Regions from separate parts of the Rattus norvegicus genome. Here region 1 is linked to region 2. Evidence: chromatin contacts called from public Hi-C data. All regions are on one chromosome and are shown on one strand. The core of a region is the stretch at or near the end of the contact, and the rest is flanking DNA. Distances in the headings are between cores, read along the strand shown.

Region 1 (6,600 bases), core at 1,406-3,905, 66 kb after region 2:
GTCTTCACCCACCCTCCTAAGCTTTCCTGTCTACCCCACAGTTGCAGGCAGGCACCCCTACCCGCTGTCCTAGCCTCTCCCACCTTGCTCTCGCAAATCTGCAGGAGGAACCCTTGGTTATTTGGCCTCCGTAAGGGCTTTAAAAATAGATGTGGATCCCCTATTTTTTTAAAAGTCCCTAGCTAAAAATAGCTCTCAGCATCTAGGGGAGAAAAAAAAAAAAGAAAGAAACTGCAGCAAAATTCAATTGGAGCAGTGACTTTCTTGCCTCTGATGTTCCAGGCCAGTTGCAGGGTAGAAAAGGCTTCAAGGGAGGGCAGGGGGCAGGGTTCTTTCAAGGACAGAGCCAGTGAGGGATGGAAGGCAAGAGATCCGCTGCAAAGTCCTCTTGATATCCTCTGGAATCTGGTCACTAATGCTCTCATGATCCAAACATCCAGGCAGCGATGGAGGGAAAGCTCAGAGCAGCAGCAGATGCCCCAGTGGCTGATGGGAGCCTGGGGATGAGAGCTCAGGGACAGGCACTCCTGAGACATCCCTCAAAAGACTCATGTCTGGGGGAGCCATAGAACAGAGCCGTCCTGTGCTGTCCAGCAGCAAGGAGAAGACTGGGGTGAGACGCTCTAGACTCCAAGGGAGTGAGGGACTCTTAGGAAATGGACTCTTGGAAAGCTGAGTTCCTATCTAGGACATGGATACACGGGGATGGGGATAGCCAGCCGTCTTTTGTGCCAGATTCTCTTGGTGGTTTGTGGTGAGGAGAGAGATTGTGGAGATGTGGTTTCACTTCCCCAAAGGGAGCATGTTTGAGATAGAAGGCAAACAAGTTCTCTACCCTCACACTCATTCGTACACACACAAGCACACAAATATCTTAGCTCACATCCACACACTTCACACGTGCACACACGCACACACACACACACACAGTACAGACACACCATGAACACATCTACACAGTACACACATGCACACTCATGTATGTTTGTGCCTATGAGTGTTCATAGACGCACCATGTATACACACATAGTACACACATGCACATAGACAGGCACTCATATACACATACACACATACATACCATACACTCATATACACTCTCATACTTAACATACAGCACATACACACATTCATATGCATACACTCATCTATACTCATATTCTAACACACACACATACACACACACACACACACACACACACACACACACACACACCTCATTTCAAAGCATTTAAAGGGATTTCTCCCGTGAACAGCCTTCATGGTGGCCTGGAGAAACACTTAACTGAGACCACAGTGAAAATGCTCTGGTCACTGGTAAGCTCTCGGATACTCTTAACATGTGCTTTGCACACGTTGGTCACAAGGCATGAGCATGCTGAAAAGCCCACTAAGGGTCCTCTGTTAGGAAAACCATTGGAGCTTCTGAGAAATATGCAAGTCCCCAAACTAAAGTCTTACAGACCATCCCTGTTTCTACAGCTTGTCACAGAGGCTGCACAAGTACAGCCGATGCATGTGGTGGAAACTGGTCCCTCAGATAAATTAGAGCGTCACGTGTTCCAGTGTTGCCTGAGCTCGTTTTTTTGATCTTCTCTCTGAAGTTACAGGATGGCTGCTGTCCTTCCTAGGAAGAGCATGGAGAGGGAGCCCTCAGCGACTGATATAGGAGCTGCTCTGAAGTGCCTTGAGGAATATGATGCTGTGTATAATGCTCACACATGCTCGGATGGAGAGGAAAAGGTTGAATGAGTAAAGTCCACGCAGAAAGAAGAGGGCTGAGAATGCTCACGGCGAGAGAGGGTAGCCAAGTGTATGCTGCTCGTGTGGAGAACAGAGGGCTGGATGCTGGGTACTCGTGTGGATGAGAGAAGGCTAGGTACAGTGTGCTCGTGGGGAGAGGGGCTTCCACACCTGATGCTCCTGTGGAGAGGAAAGGGTTGAGAACCTGACATCACCTCACTCGGAAAAGACGGGGCTGACGAGTGTCGAGTGTCACAGAAGCTGAGTGGTTAGTTCCTGGTCACACGATCTAGATCTGTCCCTCTGCCCCGGTGCTGTTCAACGTGTGGGCATCCTCTAAAGAGATGAGCTAAGGGGTGTACGGTGTGGACCATGGGCTTTTGCAAATTCAAGGCAGGTAAAGTACTCTCTGGATTATTTGTCCTCTTAACTCGAGGTTTGACTTAAATCTTTTTTACTACAGAATCCCTGGTTCTTCTCATCATGAGGACATGTACACAGACCTCAAACTAGCCTTTCCTTTTGCAGATTTATGTCCCCACACACCTGGGCGGGAAATGTCCTGGGCCAGCCAGTCCAAGTCCCCTGTCATCTCTCACAAACCACACACACACACACACACACACACACACGCACACACACACACACACACACACACACACACACCACTTTTATAAGCCACTTTCTTCGGCCCAAAACAACACAGCATCTTCATTTCTTCTCATAACTGCAGCCAGGCACCTATTGCATAACAGAATTGATGTAAGGCACTTTGAGGAACGGAAGGAAAACCAAGTGACTTGGGAAATAAACAGCCCCTCCCCTCCTCACCAGGCCCGTGGTTCCTGATGGCATCTGTGCGCATCCAGATTGCAGTGCAGTGCTTTGCTGCGGCCCTGGAACAGTGAGCTTTGTTGCCGATGTTCTCAAAGGCTTTGCTCAGCGTGCCTCAGTACTTTTCCTCTTCTCCGCTGCTCAGGCCGGTAAAACAATAACCTTGTCTCCCCCTAGTGGCCGAAACTCGCAAGCGCTGACCTGGGAGCCTTCTCCCAATCCTGGTAATTAACCAAGGCTCCGTTGCCTTGGAGACTAACTACTCGCTCATCTGTGGGGCTGCCTCTTGCCTACAAGCTTAGAAGCCCATAGGTTATGATTTTAGAAGTCCCTGAAACGGATGTAGGTGACACATGGCTGAGACTGTGTTTCGGGCTGGAGAGAAGGCTAGGCTCACAACCAAGTGTTTCAAGTTTAATAGCGCAGAGTATCAGTCCCCTGACCTAAAGAACGACCTTTGCCTGGGAAGGATATGCTCATTCTTGGACCCTTTTTAGCCGAGGTTATTTGATAAGATGCTTATCCAGCACAAATCCCTAAATTCTATCCCAAGCACCATGTAAACCTGGAGTAGGTGCAGGTCTGCAGCCCCAGTGAATTCCAGGGCAAGCCAAGCCACTTGAGACCTTGTCTTTTAAAACAAAAACAAAAAACACCCCCCCCCCCCAACTTTCTCATACCTGTGCATTCAGCAACTCTTCGTTGCAGCCCAGGAACCTACCTCGTCTGTCTGTCCTAGGTCTGTCTGTCCTAGCATCTGACTTTGTATAGCACAGGCTGTCCTTTAGTTTTTGGTTCCCCTGCCTCAGCTTCCTGTCTGCTGTGATTACAGGTACAAACCTCCACACTGAGGTAGGAATTCCCATTTAATACATCCTCTAGATGACTCTGGCCCACAATGGGTTACCACAGCGTAGCCCACATACACCAAGTGTCCTTGGCGTTTCGTTCCTGTTCATTTTCAGAAGCCTTGTGTGAGCACCAAAGAGCTGACCAAAACAAACGTGGGAGATACTTGTCTCAACCAGTCATTACTGGCAATGCTTCAATTCGAATGAGAATCCTTTCTTCTGGCTCCCCACCCCCGCCCTGCTCCTCCCTGTTATCTTCAGAACCCATCTCGGAAACCGGGATGCAGTTCAGTTGGTAGGTTGCCAACTGCACAAACCCCAGCACTGCAGACACTGGGCATGGTGGTGCCTGCATGCAATCCCAGCACTCAGAAGACAGAGGTAGAAAGAACAGGAGTTCAAGGCCATCCCTGGTTACAAAGAGAGTTTAAGGCCAACGTGGGATACATTAGACCCTGTTTCGAACCTTAAAAGGGGGAGGGACCAAACCTTAAAGGGGGAGGGGCCAAACCTTAAAAGGGGGAGGGGCCAAACCTTAAAAGGGGAGGGGCCATGATGATGCACACCTTTGCTCTACCTAGGCCAGTCAGTACTGTATAGTGAGACTTTGTCTCAAAAAACAACCAGATAGCAGTCATTTAAAGACAGCTTGAGTGCAGGTGAGGCCGCCAGAGCCCCTGTGAAACACACCACTCGGAATCTGAGAGGAGTGAAGATCTGACCCCTCGCAGGGTCAGGCTCCGTACCAAAGCTCACTAATGGGCACCATCTTGCAAAGACTAAGGATGTCTGGAGAGGCAGCCAGACCGGGCAGGAGATGAGGGGTTGGTGTTTTGAAAAGACACCTTTGTGCGGGCCATTTTTAATGGGCTCCTTTACAAACTTCAGGAAGCAGGGGACTGGTAAGATCAAACACACATCCGTTATAAGAAGGAACTTGGAGGCATTTGATGCGGCTCCCTGCTTGACAAGGGGGGAAGCTGAGGACACGACCCAAAGACTGGCCCTGGAGTCCTCTCTCTCAGACCCCTCGTAACTCAGGTCCAGTTGCCGGGTAGGAGTTCTCAATGATTTGACTTTGCTGCTTAGCCCGTTTAGAGCCCATAAAATGTGACCGACTGGTATTTGTGCTGGAGGATTGTTTTCCCAAGAGACACCTGGTTTTTTGCTTTGTCATCTCCTGGTTCCTGGGGATAGTCCTTCTCCACAGAGAGCAAACTGAACCCAAGTCCGCTGGCCACCAGGCTTCTGTTAGGAATTTCCTCCACGGTGTCATAACTGATTCCTAATATTCCCTTGGCCCTTCCAGGAGGTTAAGAGCAACCCACAGGTAAGGGCTCCAGAAATTACTCACCTGCTTTCACAGGCCAGAGAATGAGGGGCCTTTGGTGCCCTGGCTGCTTCCCTATTGGCACACGATGTGTAAGCAGTCATGTTTACCAGAGCACACAGCAACCCCACGGGTGGCTGTCACCCATTTACCTCTGGTCATGGGCAACCTCAGGGCAGCTGTACTACATCAGGGAAGCTCTGACACATCCCCACCAAGGAGAGAGCCTAACAGTCCCAGCTGAATGACTATGCAGACTGTGAACCCCGAATAGATTTACACAAGAGGGCTTTGGTTGGTCCTTCCAAACCGGAGTGGCTAACTCAGGGGCTGCAGCCGCGAGCCTGCATTCGGGAAGGAAAGTGACTGTAGCTCCCTCTAGTGGACTGTTGGCAGAAATCCGAATGGAGAAGGGTAGGAGAAGGCACCTGACCTTGCTGCTGCTGCTGGGTGTCACTGTAATGAGTCTGGTCTTCAGAGGAAGTTACTCTCTTCACACCCAATACAGAATGCCTTGGAGACAGGTCACGAGGCTGTCCTCATGATCGAGTAGCAGGCCCAGGAGCCATTACCACTCAGCTGTGAATAGGCCAGAGGCATTTCTCTCTGAGGTTACTTTTCTCCCATTTGCCAGAATGTTTAGAGAGCATTCAACCCGCCCAACTTCCATCCCTGTGGTGCTTTGAAATGCTGGGTGGCCGTGACAGTGTCTCTGTGAACTCACAATCGATAGCTTGTCAAAAGAGCATGGGTGCAGGGAGTCTGACTGCAAGCATGTTCTCCAACTTCACCACGCCTTGCCACAGCCATCAGTCATGGTTCCTTTTCCACATTTTACCCACTGTACCCCAGTAAACCAGGTAATACTCTGACGTCAAGCTGAGAAAGAGAACAGTCCTCTTCTGTGACTGAACAGACAAAGACGCCAAGCTGAAGCAGCCATCAGGACTAGCAGATATTATAAAGATGGGACTGAGCAACTCATAGCGAAGGAAGAGCACAGCCACAGGACCCATCCCATAGCGAGGAGAGTAAAGAAAGGTGATGGCTGGAACTTACACAGGCTCACAGCCAGTGAGTCAACACTCTACTTATATTAACCCGTTTAATCATCACAAAAGCCTTGTGTCATCGGCAATCTATAAAACTGCCATTCTTGCCTGGGTACCAGACGCATCTGAATGCTAGCCAAAGCCGTCTGGTTATTATAACTGCCTGCTGCTGAGTGTGGAGTCTCAACAAGAGCCGAACCAGTGCGGGTCTCCCTAGGCAGGAGATGGCTTCGGTCCCCATCGTGTGCCTGTACCTGGAATCGAGTTCATCATGGATGAAGGCCTAAACCTCAGAGCTATGAATCAAGAAGAGACACTGGGTGTCACAGGTCATGTTGCCCATTTCCCAGATGGGCTTAGGGCAGAGTGAGGACACGAGGAGTCTTGGCACATGTCACAGAGAGTTGATGTCAGTGTTCAGATGTTCATCCTAAAGCTCTTTGCCCTTCACCAGACTATAAAGCTACCCAGGAACGTGAATGGATGACCAGAACTGAGGTTTCACCACATCCCAGGGAGTTCTCTAGTCACCCAAGACTGTCTTGTTGTATCAACTCACCCCACAAACAGAAATCACCCCTGCAATGGTGCATGACCCATGCTGTTCTAGGACCATGGATTTGGCATACGCTCTCTATACCCACAATGCTCTGGGGCTCTCCAGTTACTTCTCTAGGCTGTGTTCTGCCACTTGACTGAAAAACAGTCTCACCGGACTCTAGGTCTGATAGAAGCGAGGGAAACGTGAGGAGAAGTGTGAAGAACTGAGAGGGAGACTGTGTGGGGGAGG
Region 2 (6,160 bases), core at 2,458-4,957:
TTACACCAATGTCCCCAAAGATCAGACTCTCAGAGATCTGCAAAGTGCTACAGCTGACAGGGAGAGATGGGGGAGAAGGAGCCACTGAACCTGAGGAAGCTTTGTATGTCCGGAGTGGCCTTCCACATTCCCAAAAACATTTCTCTTGGCTTCTGGTCGAGAAGAAACAAAACAGAACAGAACAAAACAGAATAGAACCAGTTTATGGTTCATGTCCACTTCAAAGATGGGTCTCAGTTCATATCCAGAGTCAGGCTGCCAAAGAGACCAAGTCCAGTAGACAGCCAAGAGAGACAGCACCTGCTTTCTCTCTCTCTCTCTCTCTTCTTTGGGGGCTCTGAGGGTGGAGAGGTCTTCTCACAGTGGTGAAGTGAGACAGTGAGGATGGAAAAACAAACAAAACAAAAAGCAAAAAGGTCTGTGCCCCAACCCTTCCTCCCTTCTGTTAAATAACTTCCCAGCTGAGTTATGGAGGCACTTTTCTGCAGTTCACTGTGGGTACAGATAAAGGCACTAAGCAAGTATTAAATCAATTGGCTGAGTTTCTTCAGGGAGCCTCAGGGGGGAGGGCCGAAGTCTCTATAGACTTCAAATCATGACTGCGAAAAGAAATCGGCTCTGCTCTGGATGCATGAAGAGGTCAGCGTTATCACTTACATCCTAAGAATGCACCAAGAAACCATGCAATATTGCACCTTTTTTTTGTTTGTTTGTTTGTTTGTTTTGCTTGTATTTATGTTCAGCTAGAAAGAATGCTTGGTTTTAGGTCTATTAAATACCTTGAATGATTTATTTAGTTTTCCACAGTTTCCCCTTAAAGGATGGGCATATTGGTCCTCTCTCTGTCTATACCTGCATAGAAGCTTGACATTTCCCTGAGCAAAGGCAGGAAAATTGACGGGAGTTTCCCCCACCCCACCCCCACCCCAGTGTTCCTTTGGGCCTTTCGTCCCACAGGCTTGTAATTTTTAGTATTTTCTAATTTTTTTTATTACTGAAACCATGCATTAATTAATTCAAGGTATATCTTAATCAAATAGGCCATAATGCTGACTAAGAGAACATGCTTTGAGCTCGGAAAAGGGACTGTCCCCATCTAAGGTACGTACTTAAATACAGTACTTTAGCTGCTAAGAAAAGAGTTAATAAATGAAGGAGTGCACTTTTGGTGAATGCAAATGAAACGGACTATATTTAGAAGAGTCGATTTCAACGTAAGCTTATTCACTATTGTCTGGGCTAACTTTCTCAGCATGCGATTATAAAATAAATGTTATCGGATTCAAACATGCTTACCATTGAACTCTTGTGCTCTTGCAATAAGGAGGGTAAGGTTTATCATCCACTTCTGAAGGTCAGGGGTCAGGATTGGTTTAAAAAAAAAACAAACCTATATTTGGATCATCTGCAGTTGAGAGAACTTAGCAGCCTTACAGATGAAACAACTCATTTAATCAAGTTGCCCTTTTCTTAGAGAATAGACTGGGATTTAGGAGAACGGGGCAGATGGAAAATCCCAACAGATTGGGACCAGTAACAGATTTGCAAGGTGCTTTCTGAACCATTCTTAATGAGTCCGGATTTTGTTAGCCTTGTATGCAATTCAGTTGATCAAAATAAAAGCATTTTTCCCCCCACTGACCACTGAGGCTGTTACATGGTGTTCCACGGGGCACACTATCTGACATGTGCTGTGCAATTTGCAAAAATTTTACAGTGGAGTTCCATGCAAATTTGAATTTTTATGTTCCTAAGTGGTCATCTGATTTTTAGGTTTAAAAAAAACAAACAAAACAACTTAAGCCAAAAGATTGGAAAAACTTCAGTACAAGGAAAGCATGAGTCTTATTTCACACAGACTACTTCATGGGCAGCGTTTTAGAAAATCCTCTTTCTTTTCTCATTTTTTAAATAAAAATGAAAATAGTTGGTTATTGGGTTGGGTTGAGTTTTTATATTTTTTGTTGGGTTTTTTTTTTCTTTTTGCTTGTTTGGTTGGTTTTGTTTTTTAAATGTGATCTTGAAAGCTTCAGGTTTGCCCACCCCCCAAATTCACAATGCAACAGTGCATTGCCAGTTAAATAAAGCATTCAAAGACTACGGTTTTAGTAAAGTATCTACAGAGTGGGACAGGAGTCGCCAAGGGTTTTGTTTGGGGGCTTTTGATTGCTTGCCTGGTGCTTTTTTTAAACATCGGTCAGGAGCTTGCTCTTATTAACGCAGTTTTGATCAGTTGCGGTGCAGTTACCAGTTCTGATATTAGCCTGCCTGTAGTGGGCTATGCTATTGTTCATGTCCTCTTCGATCTCCATGTACTCAGACTTGCTGATAGTAGAGGAGCTGCGGCGGCTGAGGTCACTGTCAGAGGCTAAGTTAGGAGAACTAACATGGAGCAACTGAGCCTGCTCTTCCCCCTCAGTTTCTCGGTGGTAGAAATAGTTGAAATTGGACACAATGACAGGTACGGGCAGGGCAATTGTCAGCACACCAGCGATGGCACACAAGGAGCCCACGATCTTGCCTCCAATTGTCACAGGGTACATGTCACCGTATCCCACAGTGGTCATGGACACCACCGCCCACCAGAAAGCATCGGGGATACTGGAGAAGTGCGACTCAGCTTCTTCCGCCTCCGCAAAGTACACTGCACTAGAAAACAGTATGACGCCAATGAAGAGGAAAAAGATGAGCAGCCCTAACTCCCTCATACTAGCTTTGAGGGTCTGGCCCAGGATCTGAAGGCCCTTGGAGTGGCGGGAGAGTTTGAAGATTCTGAACACCCTTACCAAGCGGATGACCCTGAGGATGGCCAGGGAAGTGGCCTGCTCGCCCTTCTGATTCCCCTCCTGCTCAGCTATCTCTGTGCCCAGGGTAATGAAATAAGGGATGATGGCCACAATGTCGATGAAGTTCATGATGTTCTTAAAGAAGTCTGTCTTGCTGGGGCAGGCGAAGAAGCGCACCACCAGCTCAAAAGAGAACCAGATGATACACAAGGTTTCCACAATGAAGAAAGGGTCTGTGAAGATGTTAGAAGTGTAGATGACTGTGGTGTTATCGATGCGGTGAATGGTGCCCGTGAAGTCCTTGTCATCCTTCAGCTCAGGGAGAGTCTCCAGGCAAAAGATGACTATGGAGATGAGGATGACCATGACGGATACAATGGCAATAACCCGTGCAGGTCCTGAGCTCTCCGGATACTCAAAGAGCAGCCACACCTGGCGCTGGTACTCCTTCTCGGGTAGGGGGCGCTCCTCTTCCTTGATGAAGCCCTCATCTTCCCGGAACTTCTCCATGGCCTCCTCGCCCAACTCGTAAAATTTAATCTCCTCGGAGAACATGTCCAGGGGCACGTTGACCGGCCTGCGCAGGCGCCCCCCCGACTGGTAGTAATAAAGGATGGCATCGAAGCTGGGCCGGTTGCGGTCAAAGAAGTACTCATTCCTCAGAGGGTCAAAGTAGCGCATGCGTTTCTTCGGGTTGCCCAGCAGCGTGTTGGGGAACTGGGCCAGAGTCTTGAGCTGCGTCTCGAAGCGCAGCCCGGAGATGTTGATCACCACGCGCTCGCAGCATTCGTGGTCGTCGTGGTCCGCCTGCCTTGGGTAGCTGCCATCCTGGGGGTGACCTGGAGCGGCCGAAGCCTCGTCTGCATTCTCCCCTGACATCACCGTCATGATGGATGCAGGGTGCAGGGGTAGGAGGCCAGGAGAGAGCCCGGGGTGTAAAGGAGCGAGGGAGTAGGGGTGGGGGGGACCCAAACGGCCCCCCCACCGGAGAGTGAGTCTCCCCCACGCTCACAGGGAGGGGCTTCAGACCCAGAAGGTTCAGAGGTCTACAACTTTGCTAATTATCACCTCCCCTCCTCCACTCTGCCTTTTACCCAATTTGGAAACTCCTCTCGCCTAAGGGCCCCCAGTGAAGCTTTTTTTTTTTTTTTTTTGAGGTGGGGGTGCTCTGTTTTTGTGTTGGTGAATGGGTTTTTCTTCCTGATCTGATTGTCTTAACGCACACCTGCCATGACTTCGGGGCTCGCCCCGGCTCCCTTCCCCTCCTGCAGCCCTCCTAGGACCCGGTGCAGTGCCAACTCAGCAGATCCCCGGGCCTGGCACCCACTTTGCTGCTCCTTGGCTCTCCCCCCTCCTACCCCTCTTCGCCTGCCGCCTTCTAAGCTCCCACCGGGGCGATCGATGGACGCTGCGGAGAAATAAAAAGTGATACGAGGGTAGAAAATCAGAAGCATTCGGATGGGACGAACCTAAAGACACCGAAGAGCACAGACTACCACCTTTTGTAGAACACACCGGACTTTTACTGGGGTTAACACATACTCACAGACAGACACACAACAGACACCCAGAAATCCAAGTTTGGAAATCTTCCATCCCACTTTTCCCAACGCCCAACAGCCGATCTGTTTACAACTCCGTTAAACTGGAGATCGGGAAAGCGCTTAGCGATACTGGAGGAGCTGCGGGTCCTAGGCAGCAACCCCTCACCCTCAGCCTCCCCCACCCTGTCACCCCTATCTCGAATTCTGCAGCCCCGAACTAGGGAGCTTCCTACCTGGCGGACCGGCTTGGCGCAGAGGCGGTACTGAGACGGCGGAGAGTCTGAATGCGGCAGGTCGCCTTTGCAGCAGCCGGAGCGAGCAGCCGCCACCACCGCAGCAGCACGCGAGAGGCTCCGGCCCCTGGCGGTTCGCGTCCTTCTCCTCTCAGGAGTCCGATCGTTTTATCGAGCAGCTACGGAGGAAACGTCCGTACCCTACCCCCATTCTCGCACGGTGCAAGCAAACAGGAGATGCTGTCCTCTGTCTGGGGCAGAAAGTCCCGGAGGATGCGGGGTGGAAAAACAAAAAGGCCACCTTCTCCCGAGTCACCCAAGCAAATGGCGATAAGCTTCACTCTCGCCCCCTCCGAACACTACGGGAGCCCTTGATTCGATCCCGAGGGAGGCGGGCGGCTCAAAGCCTGGCTCTACATGGCTCTCGGGTAACCTGCACTCTCCGTACCACAGCACGGACCTCGTTCCGCGGCGCGCCGCGAGCCTTCAGCAGCTTGGAGTGGGGCAGGGAGCGTGTGGCCGCAGGTCCGCTCGGTCCATTTCTGGGCGCTGCAAGATCAGCAGAAACCTGAGAAAGCGCCTGGAATGCGGAGCAGCGATTGGCCCACCGGGGCGTGGGTTGGGGAGGGCGGGGGAGGGCAGGAGCGAGGAGGTAGATGGAAAATATGAGGGGGTGGTTTGGCAGAAGGGGGTTGTCATTCAGTTCCCATCCTTGCCTGTACAGTTTCCCCCCCCCACCTCGAGAAGCCCACCACCACCAACTCCTCTTTCCCAGTGGCCCGCAGCCCCGCCCACGCACGGCCCTCCGTTGCGAGCGACCTTCCCGGGAATTTCACATTGGAGATGGTCAGGTCCGACGCAATGCAGGCGGTGGTGTCCCTGGCAGAACTCCTTGGACCCGTCTGCTTTAGATGCAGTCACACAGGCAATCTTCCTGCGTCTCGCTCCTCCGCGCCACCCCGCCTCTCCCCCCAGAGGCCTCTCTCCCCAGCCCACCCTAGCCCCTCAACCCCCACGCCAGTGGCACTCCAAAGGGTGCAGTTTGGTAAGAGCGCTACAGTTGAGGTTCTCTGAGATTCATCCACACAGCGTTACTGGGGAAAGGTGGTGCCAAGTGTCTGTTTCTCCTGAACCTACCAGGGGGAGCTGAAGTTTTCTTACAGTCAGAATATTCTGAAATGCAGAGAATGTGACGGGGGACGGGGGCGGACGGGCAAAGGCGTCGTGGGTTTGTGGGTTGTCTGCCAACTTGGTGCTAATTGGGACAAACGGGAGAAGCAAGTCGCCCAATTCGTTTCCTACCCTTGGTCCTTCCTTCCGAACCCCCACCCACCCAGCGGCCCTTTGCCCCTCAGGACCACTTTCTAGGCTCTGGACATATTCCCGCAAGGGTCGCAAAAGCGGCAGCCTGAGCCGGGAACATGCGCGAAGTCCCCAGTGCCGCTGCGCCTGGATGCAGGCTGCACGGGAGGAGGAAGCCAGAAGCTCCGGTCCTTCCAGCGTAGCGGAGCCTCTGAGGAGCCCCCAAGAATCCAGAGTCACCGCTGATTGGTTCCTCGCACGGCCTTGGCACCGCCCCTTCGCACCACCGCGGCTC

Evidence for each region. Hi-C and Micro-C count contacts between places; a contact is called where the count stands out from the background.
Region 1: a Hi-C map of prefrontal cortex shows a contact between it and region 2, with 5 times the contacts expected there. The contact joins the enhancer-like site here to the promoter of Kcna1 in region 2. A contact is called at or near these places in 2 of 12 Hi-C or Micro-C datasets (frontal cortex and prefrontal cortex).

Annotation. Positions count from the first base shown.
Region 1 is chr4:161,220,341-161,226,940 of GRCr8, forward strand. No RefSeq gene overlaps it. Among named protein-coding and RNA genes, the nearest start is that of Kcna6, 39 kb to the right of the region's middle. Within about 2 kb of position 2,656, at least 43 of the 93 cell types and tissues checked have an H3K27ac peak or open chromatin away from gene starts, as enhancers often do. A contact at or near this core is called in prefrontal cortex, where this site is marked.
Region 2 is chr4:161,153,567-161,159,726 of GRCr8, forward strand. Kcna1 (potassium voltage-gated channel subfamily A member 1) reads right to left here and starts at 3,708. Exons shown (of 1, transcript NM_173095.3): 1 at 1,963-3,708. The coding sequence starts at 3,674. The coding sequence ends at 2,187.